Regions from separate parts of the Sus scrofa genome. Here region 2 is linked to region 1. Evidence: chromatin contacts called from public promoter capture Hi-C data. All regions are on one chromosome and are shown on one strand. The core of a region is the stretch at or near the end of the contact, and the rest is flanking DNA. Distances in the headings are between cores, read along the strand shown. Region 1 overlaps NFIX (nuclear factor 1 X-type). Region 2 holds the start of NFIX (nuclear factor 1 X-type).

The links. Promoter capture Hi-C pulls out the DNA fragments that hold promoters and counts their contacts.
Region 2: a contact with region 1 is called in a promoter capture Hi-C map of fetal skeletal muscle, with 4 times the contacts expected there. The contact joins the promoter of NFIX here to the enhancer-like site in region 1. A contact is called at or near these places in 3 of 5 promoter capture datasets (fetal liver, fetal skeletal muscle and skeletal muscle), 14 of 47 Hi-C or Micro-C datasets (adipose tissue, blood, embryonic fibroblasts and 7 more) and 2 of 2 datasets of contacts at active chromatin or transcription factors (alveolar macrophages and skeletal muscle).

The regions. Positions count from the first base shown.
Region 1 is chr2:65,971,960-65,976,517 of Sscrofa11.1, forward strand. NFIX (nuclear factor 1 X-type) reads right to left here. Exons shown (of 10, transcript XM_021083712.1): 7 at 3,110-3,232; 8 at 166-341. Among named protein-coding and RNA genes, the nearest start is that of LYL1, 24 kb to the left of the region's middle. Within about 2 kb of position 2,087, at least 27 of the 83 cell types and tissues checked have an H3K27ac peak or open chromatin away from gene starts, as enhancers often do. A contact at or near this core is called in adipose tissue, embryonic fibroblasts, fetal liver and 4 more, where this site is marked.
Region 2 is chr2:66,054,644-66,059,482 of Sscrofa11.1, forward strand. It overlaps NFIX (nuclear factor 1 X-type), which reads right to left and starts at 1,948. Exons shown (of 10, transcript XM_021083712.1): 1 at 1,828-1,948. The coding sequence starts at 1,854.

The DNA.
Region 1 (4,558 bases), core at 837-3,336:
TTACTCCCAGACCCAGAAGATCGAGGTATTCGGCGCTACCGGCTCTCTGCTGCTCCAGCCCTGGGTGGGCGCCTGGCTTTTGGGCCCTCTACCTGTGAGCCCTGAGACAGACAGACAGACGCAAAGATGAGCAGTAGAGGGGCTCCTGGGGTCCTCTGGACTCACCTGTCCGGTGGCCTGGCCCGAGCCATCCGAGCACACAAACTGCACAAACTCCTTCAGCGAGTCCTGCCCGTGGTGGTGGTGGTAGCGGATGGTCGGGTGCGTGAAGTACGGGCTCGATTGCTGGATGATGGATGTGGAGGGGAAGTGCAGCGCGGACGCTGTGGCCCGAGGGCTCCCTGCATGCACGAGGCAAGAAGAAAAAGGCACCATTACGGCCTAGGAAAACAGCGGGGGGCTGAAGACATGGAAAACTGCTGCTCAGAGCGCTGAGGATCCAGAGGATGAGGCAGAAGCAGGGCAGGGACCGGGTGAGGAAAGTGAGGCACTCGCTTCTAGCGTGAACGTTCGGCTGGCGCCAAAAAAACAGTAACATCAAGGTAAATAACATTTTAATGCAATATTTAAAAAAGTCAAATTGGGAAACAGGGGCCCACAGACCAGCTGCTTATCCTTGTAAACAAAGTTTGATTGGAGGAGTTCCCGTCGTGGCGCAGTGGTTAACGAATCCGACTAGGAACCATGAGGTTGCGGGTTCGGTCCCTGCCCTTGCTCAGCGGGTTAACGATCCGGCGTTGCCGTGAGCTGTGGTGTAGGTTGCAGACGCGGCTCGGATCCCGCATTGCTGTGGCTCTGGCGTAGGCCGGTGGCTACAGCTCCGATTCGACCCCTAGCCTGGGAACCTCCATATGCCGCGGGAGCGGCCCAAGAAATAGCAACAACAACAACAACAAAAAAAAAGTTTGATTGGAACCAGGGCCAGAGTTAGGGTGAGAGGAATGAGGCAGGGTCATGCAAGTACAGTTCTGTCTTTTATTTATTAAAATATTGATATTTGCTCATTGTATATATATTTGGGCCGTGCCTGTGGCATGCGGAAGTTCTCCGGCCAGGGACTGCACCCATGCCATAGCAGCAACCCAAGCCACGGCAGTGACAATACTTCACTGTGCATTTTTTCCAATAGGATTTTTTGTTTGTTTGTTTGTTTTGGCCTTGGCATGCAGTCACTTGATGTGGGAATCTCAATTCCCAGACCAGGGACTGAACCTGGGCTGCAGCGGTGAAAGCATCAAATCCCAGCCACTAGACCACCAGGGAGCTCCCACAACAGTTTTAGTTTTTAGAAATATTGCATTAAATATCACTTATCTTGATGACTGAGGTTTTTGGTGCCCCCTGACATTTTGAGCCAAGGTGAGTGAGGCACTCTGGTCCAAGGCCTGGGTGGGAGCCTTGATGAGGAATGAGAGGAGGCAGACAGTTTGGTGGGCTCTGGATAAACACACAGCCCTGGAGTTCCCGTTGTGGTGCAGCAGAAATGAATCCGACTACAAACCATGAGGTTGTGTGTTCGATCCCTGGCCTTGCTCAGTGGGTTAAGGATCTGGCGTTGCCGTGAGCTGTCGGTGTAGGTCGCAGACACAGCTCGGATCTGGCGTTGCTGTGGCTGTGGTACAGGCTGGCAGCTGTAGCTCCGATTCAGCCTCTAGCCTGGGAACCTCCACATGCTGTGGGTACAGCCCCCCCCCCAAAAAAAACCAAAAACAACCCCCCCCCACAGCCCTGTGCCGGGGCAGGAGGGGCCTCTGCAGCGCACACGCATGTCTCCCATGTGCACGTGGGTGTGCACCTGGCTGCTGCTGCCTAGGCCACATTCTTATGCGCTCAGCTCCATCACTTGTACACACGTTCTCGAACGTATGACTCCCACCCCGGAGCAGGCCCCAGCTCTCCCCCCCGCCAAGTCCTCCCCATCCTGTCTGTTTCTAATCAGCTTACTCTTGCTCTCAGTTTCATTAGGAGGCTGAAGGAACTTGGCTTCTCTCTGGAGTTCATAAAAGCTGAGTGGAGCAGGGCCTGCTGCCCTCCCGCTGCCTGTGCAGAGGGCCTGGGCTCCCTGCCCCCACCTTGCGGCCGCCACGCCCTGCCCCGCTGCTGCCGGCTGCCTCTGGGCTCCCAGCCAGGAGGCCCTGAGGAAGAAGCCAGGAGGGTAAACCTCACTGTTCTCCGTGTCCTATAGAAGGGCCTAGGAGACAGCGGGTGGACACAGGGCAATGTTCAGAAAAAGTCCAGGCCTCCTTCTGCCAGATGGGTGCCAAGAGAGGGAAGCAGCAAGTGAGCGAGCAGCAGGCCGAGAACCCAGCTCCCATTGCTTCCTGCCTGAGTCCAGCCTCTCAGAACATGGCAGTGTCCTCCCCTCAAGCACTCTCTCTGTGGGACTGAAGCAAGAGAGCCCCTAAAGCTGTGGGATCGGCTTCTTCCCCTGGAAAGCGGCCCAGCTGCCACCTTCCCCTTGGCTTAGCCCTTCACTTCTGGAAAAGAGCAGAGAGGCCTAGAGAAGGGAGCCTGGGCTCCTACTAGGGCTCCTCTCAATCTGTGCCCCACACCAACCTGGGCTGATGCTGGGAAAACACCAGAACTGACCCTGGGCTCTGTCAGGAGCTGAGAGAGAAGAGCTGAAAAGAGGGCAGAGTGAGAAGGCTGTGCTTTTCTATTCACAGCCAGCAGAGTGGGGGAAAGGAGAACGGGGGCCTCTGCCACACAGCACACGTGTGTGCACACATCCACACTCACACACAGGTGCACACATGCATCCAATGCATGCACACAGCGCCCATGCACGCACATAAGTGAACACACATACTCATGTGCACACGCTGCACACAAGCAAGCACGCACGCACCCATGCACAGGGGGTGTGAGAGGCAAGTGAGAGAGTGCTCAGGAACAAGATGAGGTGGCCCAAAAGGCCGGCCTGATTCTGGAGGAGGTGCTGCTGTGGAGGGAGGGCCCGTTCCCATGCCCACCCAATGTCATACCATGGCCCATTCAGAGAGCTTGGGGCTGTCACTCAGGGTCAGCTCTAGCCCCTTGGCCTGGCCAGCTGCCCCTCAGGGCACCTCCACCACCCCCACTGCCCCCCTCCGGGCCCTCCATTTCTCACCTGGTCTGACTCCAGCAAGCACAGGCAGCGGGTGGTGAGTGAAAGCCATGCGCGGGGAGCTGCCCTGAGAGGAGAGGGCACTGCAGAAGTCCAGCTTTCCTGACTTCTTTAGAGAAGCCGGGCCTGGGGGGAGGAATCAGCAACACAGGGCAGGTTTAGCTGGGCTGGGGAGGGAGCAGGGGAAGGCGGGAAGCAGCAGCTCATTCCTTCTCTTCTCAGGCCCCCTCCCAGCTGCCCCTTCCCCCACCAGGCCCCCTCCTGCATCCTTTGCCAGTTTATGGCTCTGTTTCTCAGGCCCCAAGTGCAGACCATCCACCTGGCGTGGGTGCCGCTGACAGGAGAGGAAAATAAGGCCCTTCGGTGCACTGAACAGGGAGTGAGGAAGGGGGCCCATCTTGCCCCCCAGCAAGCAGATAAGGAGCTCAAGGAGCATAGAATGAAAAGCAGGGATGCAGGGTCACAGGGCAGGGAAGGTGTGCAGGGGGAGCCCCGGAGAGCCAGCTTCAGAGTGCAGGGGGTGGGGGGCCCTCACTCTGAGGAGGGACAGGCTGAGGTCTGCTCCTCAGGGCCCTGGGCTATGAGAGATTTTTTTGGTTCGTTCTGTTTTGTTTGCCATTTCTAGGGCCACTTCTGTGGCATATGAAGGTTCCCAGGCTAGGGGTCTAATCGGAGCGCTGTAGCCACTGGCCTATACCACAGCCACAGCAACGCAGGATCCGAGCCGCGTCTGCGACCTACACCACAGATCATGGCAACACCGGATCCTTAACCCACTAAGAAAGGCCAGGGATCGAACCCGCAACCTCATGGTTCCTAGTTGGATTCGTTAACCACTGCACCATGACGGGAACTCCCCTATGGGAGGTTCTGATGGGAAGAAACCAGGGCTCCTTATGGGAAGGGAAAGCACAGGTCCCTGGGAGGGACCACAGTGGAGATACAACATCTGACAAGAGAGCAGGGAGGAGGCTGGGGCAGAGCTAGACAGGAAAGGATGCCCTCAGCCAGGGGACCCAGAGGCTGGACTGTCACAGGATGGGTCATTGCTCTGTTCCCAGAGATGGGTGGCATTCAGCAGGAGACAGGGACACAGAAAACACCCATTTAACCTCTGCTTCTAGGAGCCTGGTGTTGCCAACCAAGATCATCTCTGTGCCTAGTGAGCATCTAAGATGCTATGACAAGGCAGGGCCCCCAGGCCAAGTCCCCTAGGGAAGCTTGTCTCCTGTCCTGGGCTGAGCCTTGAGGCTGTGCCCAGGTTAGGGAGGGATAAGGTGGAGTCGGGGCGGGGGGGGGGGCAGATCTCCAGAGCTGCCACCTTTGGGACACAAAGTGAATTGGTTTGGGTGGGTGGGGAGCTGCAGAACAGAGAAATAAGAGCTGTCTTAACCACAGAGGGAAGAGGTGGGGGAAGGGCGAACTCCCAGCAGCCAGCAGAGGTGTTATCTG
Region 2 (4,839 bases), core at 698-3,197, 83 kb after region 1:
ATGTAGGCCAGGAAGCCAAGCTGGCGGCCAGTGGGCAAGGGGCCCTCGAGCATACGGTCTTGGTCCCACTAGGCCCTGAACACCAGCCACACAAGCCAGACAAGCATAGCCCCAAAGGCAGCCAGCTAGGTGGGTAGGGTCATGGTGCGGGAACCCAAGATGGGGTAGCCAGCCAGTCAGAGATACAGCTGTCGGAGACCCCACATTGCTGCAGTGGCCAGGGTGTCTGCTCACACCCGCAGTCACACCATGACATGTGCACCTCACCAACACATACACCCACTTCTGTACAGGAAAACCCTTGCACTGGGCCACACATATGTCCATTCCATGTAGGGCTGCCCAGAGCTGATCCACAAGGCCATACACAGACCCCGAGATTGACTCACACACACACAGTCACATCTGTGGATAGAAGAGTGTGGTGTGGGCATTCTATTTGTTGGAGGAAGGAAGCTGACACACACCCCAAACATACCCTCTTGCCCCTCGCCACAAATCAGGCCCGCATTGCGGCCATATTCACGTGGAGTCCCACTCCCAGCCTGGGCACACTTGGAACACAGCTGGCAAGGCTCATACTGGCAGAGGGGACAATTAGGACCGCAGGCCTGGCTTAGAGACTCCCTCCACACAGAGGAAGGCCGTGCTGGCAGGCAGGACTAAGTAGCCCCCAGGTGTCCCCTCTGCGGGAGTCTGGGTTGTCAGCCATAACGTGGCCCTGCAGACAGCGCTGCCAGGGCCGAAGTGGGACTCTGGGCAGCTTCTGTGCCCTCTCAGAGCCTGGGGCCACCGCCGAGGAGGGTGGAGTGGCAGGCCAGGCATACCCAGGGTCTTTGCCGCCTGCCGAGCTCCGTGCAGGGAAGTTCGCTGGAGGCGGGACGCGCTTTTGCAGCGCGCCAAGGTCGGCACGGCGCCCGCTGCTGACCCGACGGCGTGGCCGCAACACGGTCGGCAGCGTCCGAGGCTCCCTCCTGCCCCTCCCGCCTCCGGGCAGCGGGACGGGATTCCCCAGGCCCGCCTGGTCCAGGACGCCGGGGTCGCTGGGGCCGGAAACTTTGCGCCGAGGAAAGTTTTTTTTTGGGGGGGGACGCCAAAACTGCGGCGTCCAGGGTCGGCAAAGAGGCGCGGCCCAGGCTGGCAGCCCGCCCGTCCCTCCCTCCCCTCCCCTGCCCCACCGAAATTTGGGAGCCCCGCCATTTTCTTAGCCCCGCTCCCATGTGAGACCTGAACAAAGACTTTGGGGAGACGCCCGGGCCGCTCCGCCCGCCCGGAGCACCCCAGCGGCACGCAGGGGCCACCGCCACGCACGCTGGCCGCTGCCACCCTCGGGAACCGCTGCGCCCGCCCCAGGGAGCGCCGCCAGACCTAGTCCCCGCACTACGCCCTCGGGACCATCCCCTACCACTCTGTCACCCCGCAAACACTGCCAGCGGCCACGCTGCCCGTGTGCACGCCACAGTCGCCCACAGGTCGGCGGGAGTCCCCCTGCCCAATGCACCCCAGTCGAGCGCGCGCGCGCGCGCACACACACACACAAACACACACACACACACACACGCACTCCCGCTCCACGGGCAGCGCCACGCACACAGCCGGCCACCCCTGGAGCCCCCAACAGGAGTCTGCTCGGTGGCCAGGGTCACACGCGCACGGGGGCGCCCGCACGCGTGCCCGGACTTCCAACCGCACGGCTTGCACCCCTTGGCCGCCCGCGGGCTCACTCTCCCCAGCCGCCGCGCGCCCCCTCCGCCCTCCTGCCCGCGCCGCCGGCCGGCCTCCAGCGCCCGCTCCCCTCCCGGGTCGCGCGGGGGCGGTGGCCGGTACCTGGGTGAGGCAGTACGGGGAGTACATAGCTGGGTGCCCGGGCGGGAGCGCGGCGGCCGGCCGCGGCGAGGGGAGGCCCGGCAGGCGGCGGCCGCGCTCGGGCTCCGGCTCCGGCTCGGCTCCTCCGGCCTCCGCCGCGCTGCGCCCGCCCGGCCCGCGGCCCCGCGCTCGGCCCGGCGCCGCTCCGCGCTCGCCGCTCGCAGGCTCGGCCCCGCCGGCTCCGGGGCCGCCGCCGCCGCCGCCGCGCTCGCCGCTGCCTCTCGCGTCCGCCGCCGCCGCCGCCGCTGCGCGTCTACTCCATGCCGCCGCCGCTCGGCCGGTCACCCTCGCCCGCCGCCGCCGCCGCCGCCGCCGCCGCGCTGTGAAAGTGAAAGTTTAGACAAAGTTTGGAAGCGGCGCACTCCGGGGAGAGGGAGCTGGCGGGCGGCGCGGGCGGGAGGAGGGGCGCGGGGAGGGGCGGGGAGGGCGGGGGAGCGACGGCCGGCGCGCACATACACACATGCACGCACACATGCACACACACACACACACACACGCACTCAGGCACCCGCACGCGCGGGGGCGCACACCGGCACGGCCACCCCGACACGTGCTGGCCCGCGTTCCAACGCAGACACACGCTGACACGCAGTGGGGCTCAGACCCCTCCATACATGTCACGTACAGAACGCATTGTCATACATTCCACGTTCCAACAAAGCACACGCAAACACCTACGCACACACAGCACAGACACACAACCCACACACATGCACTGACACACACATACCCCAGGACTAGGAAAGCAACCCACAACCCACACACTGACATGCACACAGGGCCCACCATCACAAGATGACACTTGTACACATGCATTTCAACAAACCGTATTCAGACACCCAGATACAGGTGTATACACTCCAATACTGGCCTTGCATGAACACACACTGATACACACCAAGACACACACATCAGTGCACACTGACATGTACAGATTCATGCTGACATGATCACACAACTGTATCCTCACACTCTCTAGACCCACAATGCCTATGCATAGACACTCAAACACACACAACACACTCACATAAAGCTGCACTAAAACATCACAGCAGTGGTGGAAAGGTACTAACGCTCTGTCACACAAACACACCATCAGACACCTGGATACATACCAAACACAGGGAAAGCCCTGACCCTGGTAAAGAGTGACACTAGCCGTCACAGCAACACACAGGCACACATACCACACACTTGATTCCCAGATGTATACAGGTATCACACACATGGACCCAGGCCCCTCTCACGACCCCTCATACCACACCACACACACACACACATACACATCCCTGGGACCCTGATCATGGACATACACAAGTCTAGCAGGGGCTACACAGCCTGACCATCAGGGACAGAAATGGGCATTGAGGGCTCAGATACATATACTCACACCCCCTAGTGAGGCTCCATCCCCTGGGGTAGGCCCATGATCCCCCATTTCCAGGGCAGAAAAGAAAGAGAGGAGAGGCTGGTGCTGAGGACCCTGGTGTAGGGGCAAGCGGGAGCCCTTGAGGAACACCCCACCACACACACGTGCATGCACGCGCGTGTGCGCACGCACACACACACACATACACACCCCTGGGGGTGGGTGGGAAGGCAGTGCCTGATGCCCCCAGGCAGCTCCTGCTGGGACAAAGCTCCCTCCTGCTGCCAGGTGCAGCCCGCACCTTCTCACCTTCCTGGGCCAAGAAGCTGTGGCAATTCTCAGCTATGCATTGTCTATTGGAGGGGTGTGGGTGCCGAGCTGTATATATGTGTCCCTGTGTGTGTGAAAATATGCCTGATTGTGTGTGCCGGTCTCACTGCATCACTGAGGCAGGGTGGCCTGAGTTGGGTTCTTGGGTGTCTGAGTGGGTCTGGGTATCCTCTGGGAGGAAGGAGATACAGGTCAGTGTGTGTCCAGCAGTCTCTTTGAATGGACCAGTGTTGTGTAGCAGTGATGCGGGTCTGGCTGTGTGCCTGAGGGTGTCTGTGAGTCAGAGGGTGAGTGTCTGCCAGGCCCTGTGCCTAGCGCTGGGGACATAGTAGAGAACAAGACACAAGACCCTGCTCTTGGGGAGGCTGACATTCTAGTGGGAGTCAGGTGTAGAGGTCAGTCAGCATGGTCCAGTTTTGACAGGAAGTGCTGGCAATGAGAGTGCCTGGGTGAACGTGCAGGTTTGGAGCTGACCATACTGTGTGCATCAGCTCTGAAGCTTTTTCTGTCAGAAAGTGTCAGTGTCTGTGACAAGCTTGTGGGTGTGTGGCAGGGATGTGGGTCTCTCTATGTGTCCCAGAGCATGTGTGACTAGTGGGTGAGTGTGCCAGTGTCCGAGTGGCTCTGTCCATAATCAGGGTTTATGGGGCAGAAAGTGTTAATGGTATCACTAGGAGTTTGTTTCTCTCAGTGGGGTCCCTGTGGGTCTGGGGCAGTGATGGAATCTGTGTGTACCAGAGTGTGTGTACACAGGTATCTGTGTGTGTCAGGGAGGGGTGGGGGCTCTGCGTCTTTTCAGAGATGTGTCTCTGTGTATAGGCTGTGTTGATATGTGACTAGTGTGTGTGTGTGTACATGTGTGTGCAAGCGTGCGCGCACATGTGTCAGGGAGGGGAGACTCTGTGTGCCTGAGGATATGCCGGGGTACATGTGTGTCTTTGCCACCATTCTTCAGGGGCTCCGTCCCTGGGATCCCGCAGATCCCACCCTGCCTCCCCAGCTGCACCGCAGCCGCTGCCGAAGCAAGGCCTCGGCAGAGGGAATCGATACGTCCTTAAAAATTCAAGGGCTTCTCGTAAACAGAAACTTTTAACACCGTTTAAAGTTTCAGGGCCGCCGCTCCTGCCTCCTTGCCGCCACCGCTGCAGTAGGAGGGCGTGGGGGAGGAGGCAAGGGGAGGGGGGTGGGGTGCCGAGGATAAGGGGCGGGGCTACATGAGGGATGGCGGAGGGGATGCGGGAGGGCGCCGGGGCTGGGAGGGACCGAGGGGAGCC